3 separate regions of the Mus musculus genome follow, and regions 1 and 3 are each linked to region 2. The links are chromatin contacts, called in public HiCAR-type and promoter capture Hi-C maps. All regions are on one chromosome and are shown on one strand. The core of a region is the stretch at or near the end of the contact, and the rest is flanking DNA. Distances in the headings are between cores, read along the strand shown. Region 1 overlaps Fras1 (Fraser extracellular matrix complex subunit 1). Region 2 holds the start of Fras1 (Fraser extracellular matrix complex subunit 1). Region 3 overlaps Fras1 (Fraser extracellular matrix complex subunit 1).

Region 1 (3,546 bases), core at 136-2,635, 150 kb before region 2:
GGCTGTCACTTCACTGGTATCTAACCCTGTGTGAAGAAAATATTTCTTCATCTAAGCACTGGACCTGTCAAAGTACTTCCTTGTATTAATGTCCTCATGGACATAAATAATTTATGGGTAATTTTAAATAAAATAAGCCTTTCCCAAGACCAGGATAGATGACCATATATTTTTCAGGCCTAAAACTTTACGAATCAATTTCTATGGCCCCATAAAATTGTTTTATGAAGGTAGGGAGGCAGGAACCCCTCAACAGCTTCCAACTTTGGATAAAGCCATAAAATCTAAAGAAATAACATTGTAAAGAAACTTTTACAGGTTTTTTTTTCCATGTTACTACTGCAATTACATCACTTTATAATCCTTTCTTCAAATCGGGCACACTCTGCAAGAGAAGCATTCTTCAGCTTTTGGCTAGATTACGGACTAGACAACTTTATTATGACAAACCTAGAAACCAGTGGAAGACATGTGTGCAAAGAGTGCCAATGTTTGTAGTAATAGATGAATAAAACGTTCCTGTAGTTGATGCATCTCTATCTCCAAGTATTTTAAAGTGATGTTACTTTAAAAAAAAGAAATGTTACTAGACGAAGAATACAGCTCAGGGGTAGAGCATTTGCTTAGCACATGCAGAGCTTCAAGTTTGACTGATCCTTGGCACTTGTGTGTGTGTGTGGGGGGGGCGTGGATCACACATAATTTATTTACTTAGCTATGTAGTTATTGAACATTTGATTAGTGCTAAAAATAAATAATGAATATATCCCCCCCATTGGTACTCAAATTTGGGAAGGCGAATTATTTAAAGCATTCTAAAGATCAGTATATCAACTGTCAACATAAATTTTCTTTCAAATGACTGTTATAATAACCCATTTTAATTATTGATTAATTCATCTCATTTTTAAAATTCCCTTGGCTTTTTAGACTCAAAATAAGTCAGAAATGGGAATCAAGCTCTCTAAAAGCCATGAATTCCTTTTGAAAATTCCTCTCTAAAAGCCTTTCGAATTCCCAAACTGTACTTAGGAATGTGATTGTTTTGTAGTGAAATATATTTACAAGCATAGCAACAAATATGGCATTATAAAACTAATGAGCAAAGGAATTTGTTCCAGGGTATGAATGCTCAGTGATTTTCTTCTGTTGCTTCTTTATTTATTTTGTTTGCATATTCTATTTCTTCAACAATCATGCATGCTCACATTCTTTTCTTTCTGCCAACCCTGGGCCCAGGTAGAACCTGGACTGTGCAGTTGAACAAGGAGTAGGCGCTTAGACAAAATCGCATACCGAAAACGTAGCCGCGGGTAACCCATGTAAATCTCCTAAGCTATCTACAAACCTTGCTGCATTCAGTGAGTTTAAAAATTAACTGTACTCACTGCATGCCCTTCAAAGCTGCTAAAGACGGGCAGCATTCAACTAGGGTTCACGTCTTCATTTCCAGAAGTTCATTTTCTTGGCAAGTCTGGTTTTCAGGAAAGATAATCCATAAAACGGGGGTTCTTTGACCTAGCTCCAGTTCAGGCATAGAAATAATGGTCCTTGTTTGTCAAAGTACCATAAAGAAACGAATCAATAACTTTCATAAGGTTATTTTAGAGTTCAATTCCTCTCCCAAGTGCCCTTCCACAGACAGCTTAGATAAACAATGCCTTTTTCATTTGGTTTCATTTTAAAGTTCATGGAAAGCTCCTCACTCAGCCCCAAAGAGAAAGGAGAATAAGGCAGTTATTGTCAAGAAAAGATATTAGATCCTCCATTCCAGAGGGATAAATACAAGTTAATACTACAGAAAACAGAAATTGGTAAGCCACTCCCTGTTTTAAACCTACTTCCAAGGTTTGCTCTAAATCATTCCTGTTTACAAAGCATCTTGTTTTACACACTATGAGCTTAAGCTCTCCTATTTCAGCATCCTGGGATGAAGGGCCTATTGCCCAGCTGTCCTAGATTGACAAAGTCAAAGCCAGTCATTGTAAGACTAAGCCAGCATGCAGAAACAACAGCAAAAAACACAGAGGAAATGCTAATTTCTGTGTGCAACTGAAAATACAGTCTTTCAAGAGACCCTGAAGAACATGGCCACTTAACATCGTGTTCTTACATGGATGGCTTGAAACTGCATGGTACCAAGGGTGGAGGCAGGGATCAAACAAGAAGGACAGAGAACAAGCTAACAACTGGAGCCACTAGTCCCAGATCCCACACTCTCCTACTTCACCTTGTCACAATTTGTGGCCAAGGCATAGGACCCCAAATTTTCAAATAAAGGAATAGGCTGCGGAAAGGATGCTTGCATGGCAAAGAGGAAACATGGAGAAAGAAGGAACCCCCTCAGTACTCTCAGATATTTTACTCATTCTCAACACCACTTAACATGTTTTTTCTTAGTTATTATTATTTATCATAATCTTCATTTTGCAGATGGAGAAACTGAAGTCCAGAGAGCTGAGTCACATTCCCTGAAAGAAGTTAGTCCCCTGCATTTTAGCTAATAATATATGCACTTCATTCTAGATATCCTAAGCTTATTTTCTCGGGACACCACCCTGTCCACACACACGGCTTGGTGCACACCTGCATTGCATGCAGGCTGGATCTGCTCTGGCTTGAGCAGCAGAGCTGACATGGTGGAATAGGGAACGTCAGGTTCAAAAGCCCCATTCAACAGCTTCCCAGCGTGAGGATTTTGGACACGTTTACATGTTTTTCTGGGTCAAGTTTTTTCCAGACTATATATTAAAGATAGGACATACTGGGTTCATAGTAAGAATGAAGCAAGCTACTGTTCTTGGCAGTGTGGCTTGCCCACTGGTAGCAGGTACCAGCAATAGCTATGACCTAACTCACATGCCACAACCATAATCACTTGATCCCATTTGTTTTGGCTTGGTTTTGGTTTGTTGTTGTTTTTAATGACATGGGGAAAGGTAGCCCTTAGCACTCTCAGCTGGCATTTCTAGTGCCCAATATAAGGGGACATGAATTTCTTAACGCTCTAGAGTTTGAACAGTATTCTATTATTAAGTTCTGTCATAATTGCTTCTGAAGCGCTAAGTATGAAAAAAATAGGGTTATCTTTAAAATTCGGAATAAGATAAAATATCCAAATAATAAGCCCTTAGTCTAAATCCTCAAGCAAGTGAAACCAGGCTTCTATCCACCGTCCTTCTGGTCCTTGAATGGCGTTTCCTCCACGTCCATTCTAGCATAAGCCTGATCCACAATGAGAATCTGACCAGAGAACACTGCAATGACAAAATAATTTTCATAAACTCCTGGAGATGCTAACCACAGGGAAAAAAATGTCTATTATGACTAGGAAGTCAGCCTCCTATTTCCACTTCAATCCAGATGCTGGGAGACTTCACTACAGCTTAGGCTTGTAATTACTTTTTTTTTCTCTATCAACTCAGCGCCCAAAGACTTCATTTCATATTCCTACAGCAAACGGGGGGAGGGAGGGAAATTAAACATTCAAAATGTTTGCACACGAAATCAAACTACAGCTATACCATTATCTTCCATATTAAAATT
Region 2 (3,220 bases), core at 523-3,022:
ATGCTAACCCAGCCACTGTCCCCGCGGCTCTGAGCAGGTGGGAGCTCTCAGCGCGCCTAGGGGCGCGGGGGGGGGGGCGGGGCGGGGGGAAGCAGCACCAGACTCAACATGTCACACACACACACACACCCCTCATCAGATTTACTGATGTATTATCTGAGCTGAGATTACGAAAGCTATCCTGATGACAACACTCAAGTCTCCTTTCTCTCCCCAAGCTCTTGAAGAAGTGGACTGGAACACCCCCCCCCCCCCCGCGCGCGCGCGCAATGAAAACCTAGGGAGAAGAGAAGTGCATACATGCTCTTTGACCACTTTTTGTTCCTTGAGAAGCAGGCAGCCTCGTGCTCTCGCTCCCGAGTAAAATTTATTTCATTACAACTGAAATCTCAACATCCAGAATACTACTTATAAAATCTTAAGTGGTCTTTAAGGGGAGGGGGGGCGAGTTACTGGGGCGAGGAAAGCAAAATAGAACAGTGGAGCTTGGGTGAGGATTTTATTCCACAAAAGTGAGAGCAACTGCTCGCTTCTCACCTAGGTTCCGAGTAGTTGCTTTTCCTTGAGGAGTAGGGTAGAAGTGGAAGGAAGATTCATCCGGGTTCAGAAATATCACCTCAAAAGGCCACCCACCCGCAAAAAGCAAAGAGGAGGCCGTGGCCGGGCTGAGGTTTGACCGCAAGAGAAACCAGGAGTGGGGATTTCAGCTGAAAAGGAAATCCACTCCGTGTCCACCTATCGCCTCAAATCAAAACTTCCACCCAACAACCCACAGCACTAAACCCGGCTGAGTGTCTTAAACTGCACAGTCGAACTCACACGGGGTTCCGCTCTTTTTTACCTTCACAATTAGGCAATACTGCAAATTCCGCCAGCGCTAGGGCCACCCCGAGCCACGCTTTGAGGACACCCATCGCCGCCGCGGCACTCTCGCAGGAAGATCCCAGCCTTCAGCATCCAAGAACCTGCTCTCTGCCAAACCTCAGGCTGTGGCGCCGGCGCCGGGAACCGGGACGCACAGACACTGGGGAAGCGCTGGCTGCTGGGCCGGGAGCCGAGGTTGGCCGGGTGGACCGCAGAAGGATGCGGCCGACAGTAACACTCAGTCAGCCCCGAGGCTCACTGGGTTCTCCAGCAGAGCGGCCACCAACGTGAGCCGAGGCTGCGAGGAGGAGGCAAAGCTCAGATCGCCGCCAAGACTAGCAGGAAAGTTGCAGGTCAGCGGCTGCTGGGATTCCGCAGCATTGCCTCGGGCTAGACCAGTTCCTCCGGAGGTCCCCAACTGGCGAGCTGCAGGAGCAGGTTCCTCCTCGGCAGCTTTTCAAAGTTCTCTCGGCACGCCCCCGTCTGTCCGTGTAGCATCGGCCGAGGCGGGTCCCCGCGAACACGCCGGGCCGGGCTACAGCAGCGCTCGGGGAGCTGGGCGGTGCAGGGCCGCTGGTTGCAAACTTTGTGCGGCCCTGCAGGAGCTCCGGGACTCGGGGGCGCTGCAGCCGCACCGCACCACGCCGCCCGGCTGCTGCAGGCGCTTCCAGAGCTCCGCGCGGAAGGCGGCGCGGGGGGCGCTGCTGCCACTTTCTCGCGCCCGCCCCTCGCCGAGAGGAGGAGGGCAGAGGGGCGCGGCTTGCTCCACACCGACGCCCACCTCCCCGCACCGTGCACCCCGAGCTGCGCTGCAGGGCGGAGGTGCGATTACCCAAGTGGAGGTGGAGCCATAATTGTAGATGCAAGGAGGAAAGAGAGAGGCTGGAAAAGACCCCTCCGAACTCAATGCTCCCCAGATGAGGGGCCTGGAAACGCACAGGATAAGTCCCCGAGTGGATCCTCGCATTTAAAGCACGCACGCTCCGCCTTCCTCAGCCTCTCTCGCCTCCTTCCTCTCTCCTTTGCTGGGTGTGAAAATGGACTCAGAGACTACGAGCTTTGGCAAAGATTCCAGAGAGTCACGTGGGGAAGGGGAGCCGCGGTGAGGGGGTGGGGGAAGGCGAGAGAGCAACCTGATCCCCTTATTCATCCTGCAGGAGTTGCATTGGCTTTGTCTGAGGCGGGATCAAAAGTGGTCACACCGAGGGCGGGTGGAAACAGGAGGTTAGGTCTCCATTCAGACACTGTTGAGGGTACCACAGGAGAGGCTAGTTGGGGACAGGGTGCTCACACCCAAGTCCTAACTGCTACTTCTCCACCTCTCGTCATGCCCACTGCTGCTGAACACAGAGCCTGAAGCAGAGCTGACTGGCCATCTTCGCATTTTGGACCCTCAGGGGTTTTCCCTGCAACCTAGCAGTCTTGGGGCACGTGTGTTCTAGGTTGAGATTCCCACGGTGAGTGCACCTTTACAGCTTCCTAAAAGATGAAAACACCACACAGTCTGGGTGAGTCCAGCTGCGCCTCCAAATGTCAAAGACTGGGAAGCCAATGTCAGGGCAAAAGCATCCTGGTGTGCACACTGGAGGTAGTTGAGGGATAGGGTGGGGTCTGGTTTCCAGCCAGTACTGAGTGATAGCTATTTTTAGAGGACTAAATAAAAATAGCTGGTCCAGGTTTGATCATTTTGTAACTGGGGATGGTTACACGGGAGAGATACAGACTGGGTTTCGAAGGCCAGACAGAAAAGATTCTCTGTCTTGGCAGAGCTGTGACAGCTAGACTGTCCAGAAAGGAGTTTGAAGTGGCAGTGAACACCGAGCTATTCAGGGTGGTGGGCAGGGATCTTAGTAGACTCCAATATTGCTGACGATCATAGGGAAGGCCCATGTTCTAAAGCATGCCAGTAGTACTTGAATTCCTTGCTTTTTAGAATAAGAGGATGAAATGAAACTGAAGGGTCCCTGTAACTATCACCACTTAGGCACCGAAACATTTGATTAACCTGGGTGTGGCTGTTGAGTATTCAAAGGACTTAGGAATCGCCCAGCAATTCCTCGATGCCTCCCAGAGCCGTTGTGGGGACAGAGCGGTTTTATCTCTGTATTTGAAGCACATATGGGGACTCTGTAAACATTAGTTGAAAGAATGAACTGAATCAAGCCAGTAATCATCACCGCCAGAGTTCAGCCACAGCTTGGATGGAACCTGAGTCCTCCCTCCTCCCACTTCCCCCTCTTCCTCTAGAAACTATTTTCTCAGACCAATGGAAAGTACTGTCCAAATTCAGGTGGATACACCCTAACAATTCCTAACCCCTCCTAAACACTTTTTCTGTAGCCACCACTGACTAGGA
Region 3 (3,703 bases), core at 947-3,446, 180 kb before region 2:
AATGAGAAACCTTTTCTCAAAACAAAAACCAAACCAAAACAAACAAAAACCAAGGTAAGTGTCCTCTCAGGAGTGACATCCAAGGTTTACTTCTGGCCCCCAGATGCATGTGTAAGTGTGAGACAAAGTTAAAGGGATAAAGGTAATTATTTTCTTTGACACAAGGAGAAATAATACTTGAGAAAGTGGAGTTTGACCCCACATTCAATCCATCATTTCTTCTATTTATTAAGTGGGGAGTGTGTTTGGTGTGTGTGTGTGTGTGTCTGTCTATCAGTCTGTCCATCCGTCTGTCTGTCTGTGTCTTCTCTATCTGTTTTCTCATACTATAAATATCTTCCCCCAAGAGCAGACTCTACTTGATGCTTTCAGTCTGCCTGTACCCAGTACATAGCACATTCTTGAAGCACATATAATAGTTTGCTGGGAAAAAAAAAAAGAAAAAAAAAGAGTGGGTCTAAAGATACTGGGAGGTAATAATAGAGCCCTTTATTGGGTTAATTTTGATCTATTAATTTTAATAGTGTTTTGTTATTAACCTGATACTCACAGTCTCTGCCTTCTGTTCATAAATACAATAACCATTCCTTGAAATGCATTCTGGGCAGCATTTTCCTTCTAAGTGAACTAATTCTTCACCCTGTAGGGATAAGAGGTGCAGTGTACACATCAAATTAACATCTCCAGGTAGCAGTGCTAAATTGAGAAGCAGCTGGGTTCCTGACTGGAATGAGAAGCCCCACACACTCTGGGCTTCAGCCCATTGCTTATTTGTGTGTGCCCCACCCCCACGGCCCATCCACACCCACACCCATACTGGACACCCACTCTAGCTGGCTCCCTCTGGAATGTCTCCTGAGAGTTCCAGTGTATTCTCCAAGTGCATTTTCCTCCCATATTCTCAGGACTCGTGCATGTGCTCTGTTCTCTCCACCCCATAATTACCTACCTACCCGTGACCAGAAACAGCAGTCATGGCAATGTCATAGTACAGCCAAGACAAGTGGCAGGAAAGGCTCACACTATCTCAGATTCTTACAGTCAGGATGTGTAGCCTTAGTGTCAACAAAAGCATGCAAATCGAGCCAGTATTTGAATATCAAACCAGAGGGATCCTTTTATGTACAGATGTAGAACCAGGCTAACGCACAGCTAACTTTTGTTTTAATTACAGGAGGAAGAAAAGAAATGCCACATTTTGAAGACACATGTTTGCTCACAGTCTTCCCACTTTAATAATCTCAACTTAATTTTTATTTCAAAAATAATGAATGCTTGATGTTTTTAAAAAATCTAAATAATTCTCTGTAGATGAGAAAGTTTAAATTCCACTGCAGCCCCCACAGTCCAGAGAATATGCTACTAAATCACAAATTCTGCTTGCAATTTTCTTTATATAAACAATAATATCTAATATTCGCTGGCTGGCTGCAGAGTGTTCTTCAAAGCACTGCCTACTTTCTAAGGACTCATTTAGTTTCTGGAGAGTGATATATTTCTTTCAATATTTAATATTCAACTTGGGGGCTTTATATTGAATTTCAAAGTTTAGGAACCATATTAAATAGAAACAGCACTGTAAAATTAAATACTCGTATGAAACGATGATAGCTTATGTTTAAAACACTATATTAAAGAAAAATAGATTGTAAAAGGATTTGTTGTCTTTGGGTTGTACCATTAGGAGTGGATTTTAGGCTCTCTTCTAGAGTCTTCAAGATCTGCTAAACAGAATACACATTTCCTTTTTAATGAAGAAAAACATAAATTTCTAAAACAAACACAAAACTGTATGAATGGCTATAACACTGCACAATTCCTAAAAGTTATTTCAAACAGAAGAGATCTATATGGATTGTTCTCCATCAAAATTCACACCAGTCAGAGGCCAGCAGAGAGCAGTGGGTGCTATAGGGATCGGGCGTATTTACATATAAATTGTTTTGCAGAAACAACGAATCAGCTGTGGGGAAGGCATCACTGAGGATCAGATTGGAATTTTGCTTTCAAAGCATATAAAAGGGTTTATATGTGTGTAATCTAAGTTGCTTAAAACAATATTTTGAAGCAAGACAGAGTATACTTCTGTTAAAAAGAAAAGGCAGAGCAGAGAGTTGCTAGAGACCTCCCACAGCCCATAGCGAGAAGAAGGTGGCTGTTCTGAGTCTTCACACAGGGCAGTGAATAACAAAAAGCCCTGTTCCTGGGGAGCAAGGATTCAGCCTGTGTGAGGTAGGAAGGTCTAAACAGCTTTACTATTTATAGAAGCCTGGCTGTCCCCAAACACGCCAGCTTATTGTTGTGGGGAACATGCCAACTAGCTTCTGACTTGGGCTTTGAATAGAACTAAATTGTGAAACAAACTCATTCATTTCACGTTGAAGTGTGTTCTCCATATCAAACGTGCTGCACCTCCTTGGCTGAATACCTAACCCCTAGGGAACAATGACTCTGGAAGTCAATTTAATGCGCATTAGCACAGGATGGCCTTTTTTTGAGGTAGTTTTCCTCTGAAGGCTCCCCAGCTATGCATGCCTTCCCTCTTCAGTAGGCTGTGCTACAGGCCATTCCTCCCAGCACAGTACATCTCTGGAGTAAACAGTAGGCCCTTTTAAGAAGAAAGCAATAATGTGATATTGTCATCTGAATTTTACGTTGAAAGACATTATAACACCTGGAAATATGAAATCAATCATATTGTGCTAGTCTACCATTGGTCAATTTATGTTTCAGTGTCGAGGGTTTTTACTGAATACATCAAAGACAAGGATCATGCCATATTCTCCTTCAAAAAAAAAAAAAGCAAAAACAAAAACTGTGCATTGATTCAAGAACATTGGTGCTGATTCAATAATAAATAGCAATGGAGAGCAAATATGATTCTGTCATCTGCAGAAACTGAGATTTCTATAGCCTTGTGTAGATCCGTGACACTAATACCTAATACATCCTTGGTCTCCAAGATTAGAAGTCAAATAGACTTGATATTTTCAAGAGGGCCTCAGACAGCAGGGTGGAACTGACTGGAAGCCCCAGCAGTGGAGACACAGCTGCCTCACAGTTATTTCCCTCAGGAGATCTGAGGGCATCTAACTCATATTCCATAATCCTTGGTGCTCCTGCGGACCTCCGAGTAGAATCATTTCTGCTCGTGTATCTGGCTTCCCACAAAGCCCAGGAACTCTCAAGGTCATCGTACGTCTTCATTGTTTGATCACCAGCGATATAAGCAGAGTAGAAATTAAGAAGCTATTAGGATAACCAGGCTTTAACAAGGTCATTAACCAAAGCTAATTTCAGAATTATGGTATCTAAAAAGAGGCCGAAGGGTATTTTTTTTCTTCCTCCTTAAGATTCTATTTTGGGCTGGAGAGATGGCTCAGCGATTAAGAGCACTGACTGCTCTGCCAGAGGTCTTGAGTTCAATTCCCAGCAACCACATGGTGGCTCACAAGCATCTGTAATGGGATCTGATGCCCTCTTCTGGTGTGTCTGAAGACAGCTACAAAGTACTCATATAAATAAAAAATAAAAAATAAAAAATAAATATCTTTTAAAAAAAATGATTCTATTTTGGTTTTGGTTTCACTACTGGCAGTAATTCCAGCTTAGAATCTACTAACTTACACAAAATTGGGGGTATGTGGAGACACTCTAGAAAAAATTAAACATCTGGGGAAACAGGCCATGGGCTTCAGAACCT

What was found. Promoter capture Hi-C pulls out the DNA fragments that hold promoters and counts their contacts. HiCAR-type assays count read pairs that join an accessible place to other places.
Region 1: a promoter capture Hi-C map of liver shows a contact between it and region 2. The contact joins the enhancer-like site here to the promoter of Fras1 in region 2. A contact is called at or near these places in 7 of 39 promoter capture datasets (3T3-L1-derived adipocytes, the C10 cell line, cranial neural crest and 3 more), 7 of 484 Hi-C or Micro-C datasets (the HL-1 cell line, cochlea, liver and 2 more), 2 of 115 datasets of contacts at active chromatin or transcription factors (embryonic stem cells and neural progenitor cells) and 1 of 9 other capture datasets (pancreatic islet).
Region 3: a contact with region 2 is called in a HiCAR-type map of embryonic stem cells, with 4 times the contacts expected there. The contact joins the enhancer-like site here to the promoter of Fras1 in region 2. A contact is called at or near these places in 12 of 39 promoter capture datasets (the 3T3-L1 cell line, 3T3-L1-derived adipocytes, the C10 cell line and 7 more), 3 of 484 Hi-C or Micro-C datasets (embryonic stem cells, liver and stem cell-derived neural progenitor cells), 10 of 115 datasets of contacts at active chromatin or transcription factors (craniofacial prominence, embryonic limb bud, embryonic stem cells and 5 more) and 1 of 9 other capture datasets (pancreatic islet).

What each region holds. Positions count from the first base shown.
Region 1 is chr5:96,519,555-96,523,100 of GRCm38.p6, reverse strand. The region is part of intron 2 of Fras1 (Fraser extracellular matrix complex subunit 1); the gene reads right to left. Among named protein-coding and RNA genes, the nearest start is that of Gm33050, 62 kb to the right of the region's middle. Within about 2 kb of position 1,385, at least 4 of the 459 cell types and tissues checked have an H3K27ac peak or open chromatin away from gene starts, as enhancers often do. A contact at or near this core is called in liver, where this site is marked.
Region 2 is chr5:96,372,507-96,375,726 of GRCm38.p6, reverse strand. It overlaps Fras1 (Fraser extracellular matrix complex subunit 1), which reads right to left and starts at 1,772. Exons shown (of 74, transcript NM_175473.3): 1 at 842-1,772. The coding sequence starts at 914.
Region 3 is chr5:96,556,819-96,560,521 of GRCm38.p6, reverse strand. Fras1 (Fraser extracellular matrix complex subunit 1) reads right to left here. Exons shown (of 74, transcript NM_175473.3): 10 at 551-640. Among named protein-coding and RNA genes, the nearest start is that of Gm33050, 99 kb to the right of the region's middle. Within about 2 kb of position 2,196, at least 15 of the 459 cell types and tissues checked have an H3K27ac peak or open chromatin away from gene starts, as enhancers often do. A contact at or near this core is called in embryonic stem cells and heart atrium, where this site is marked.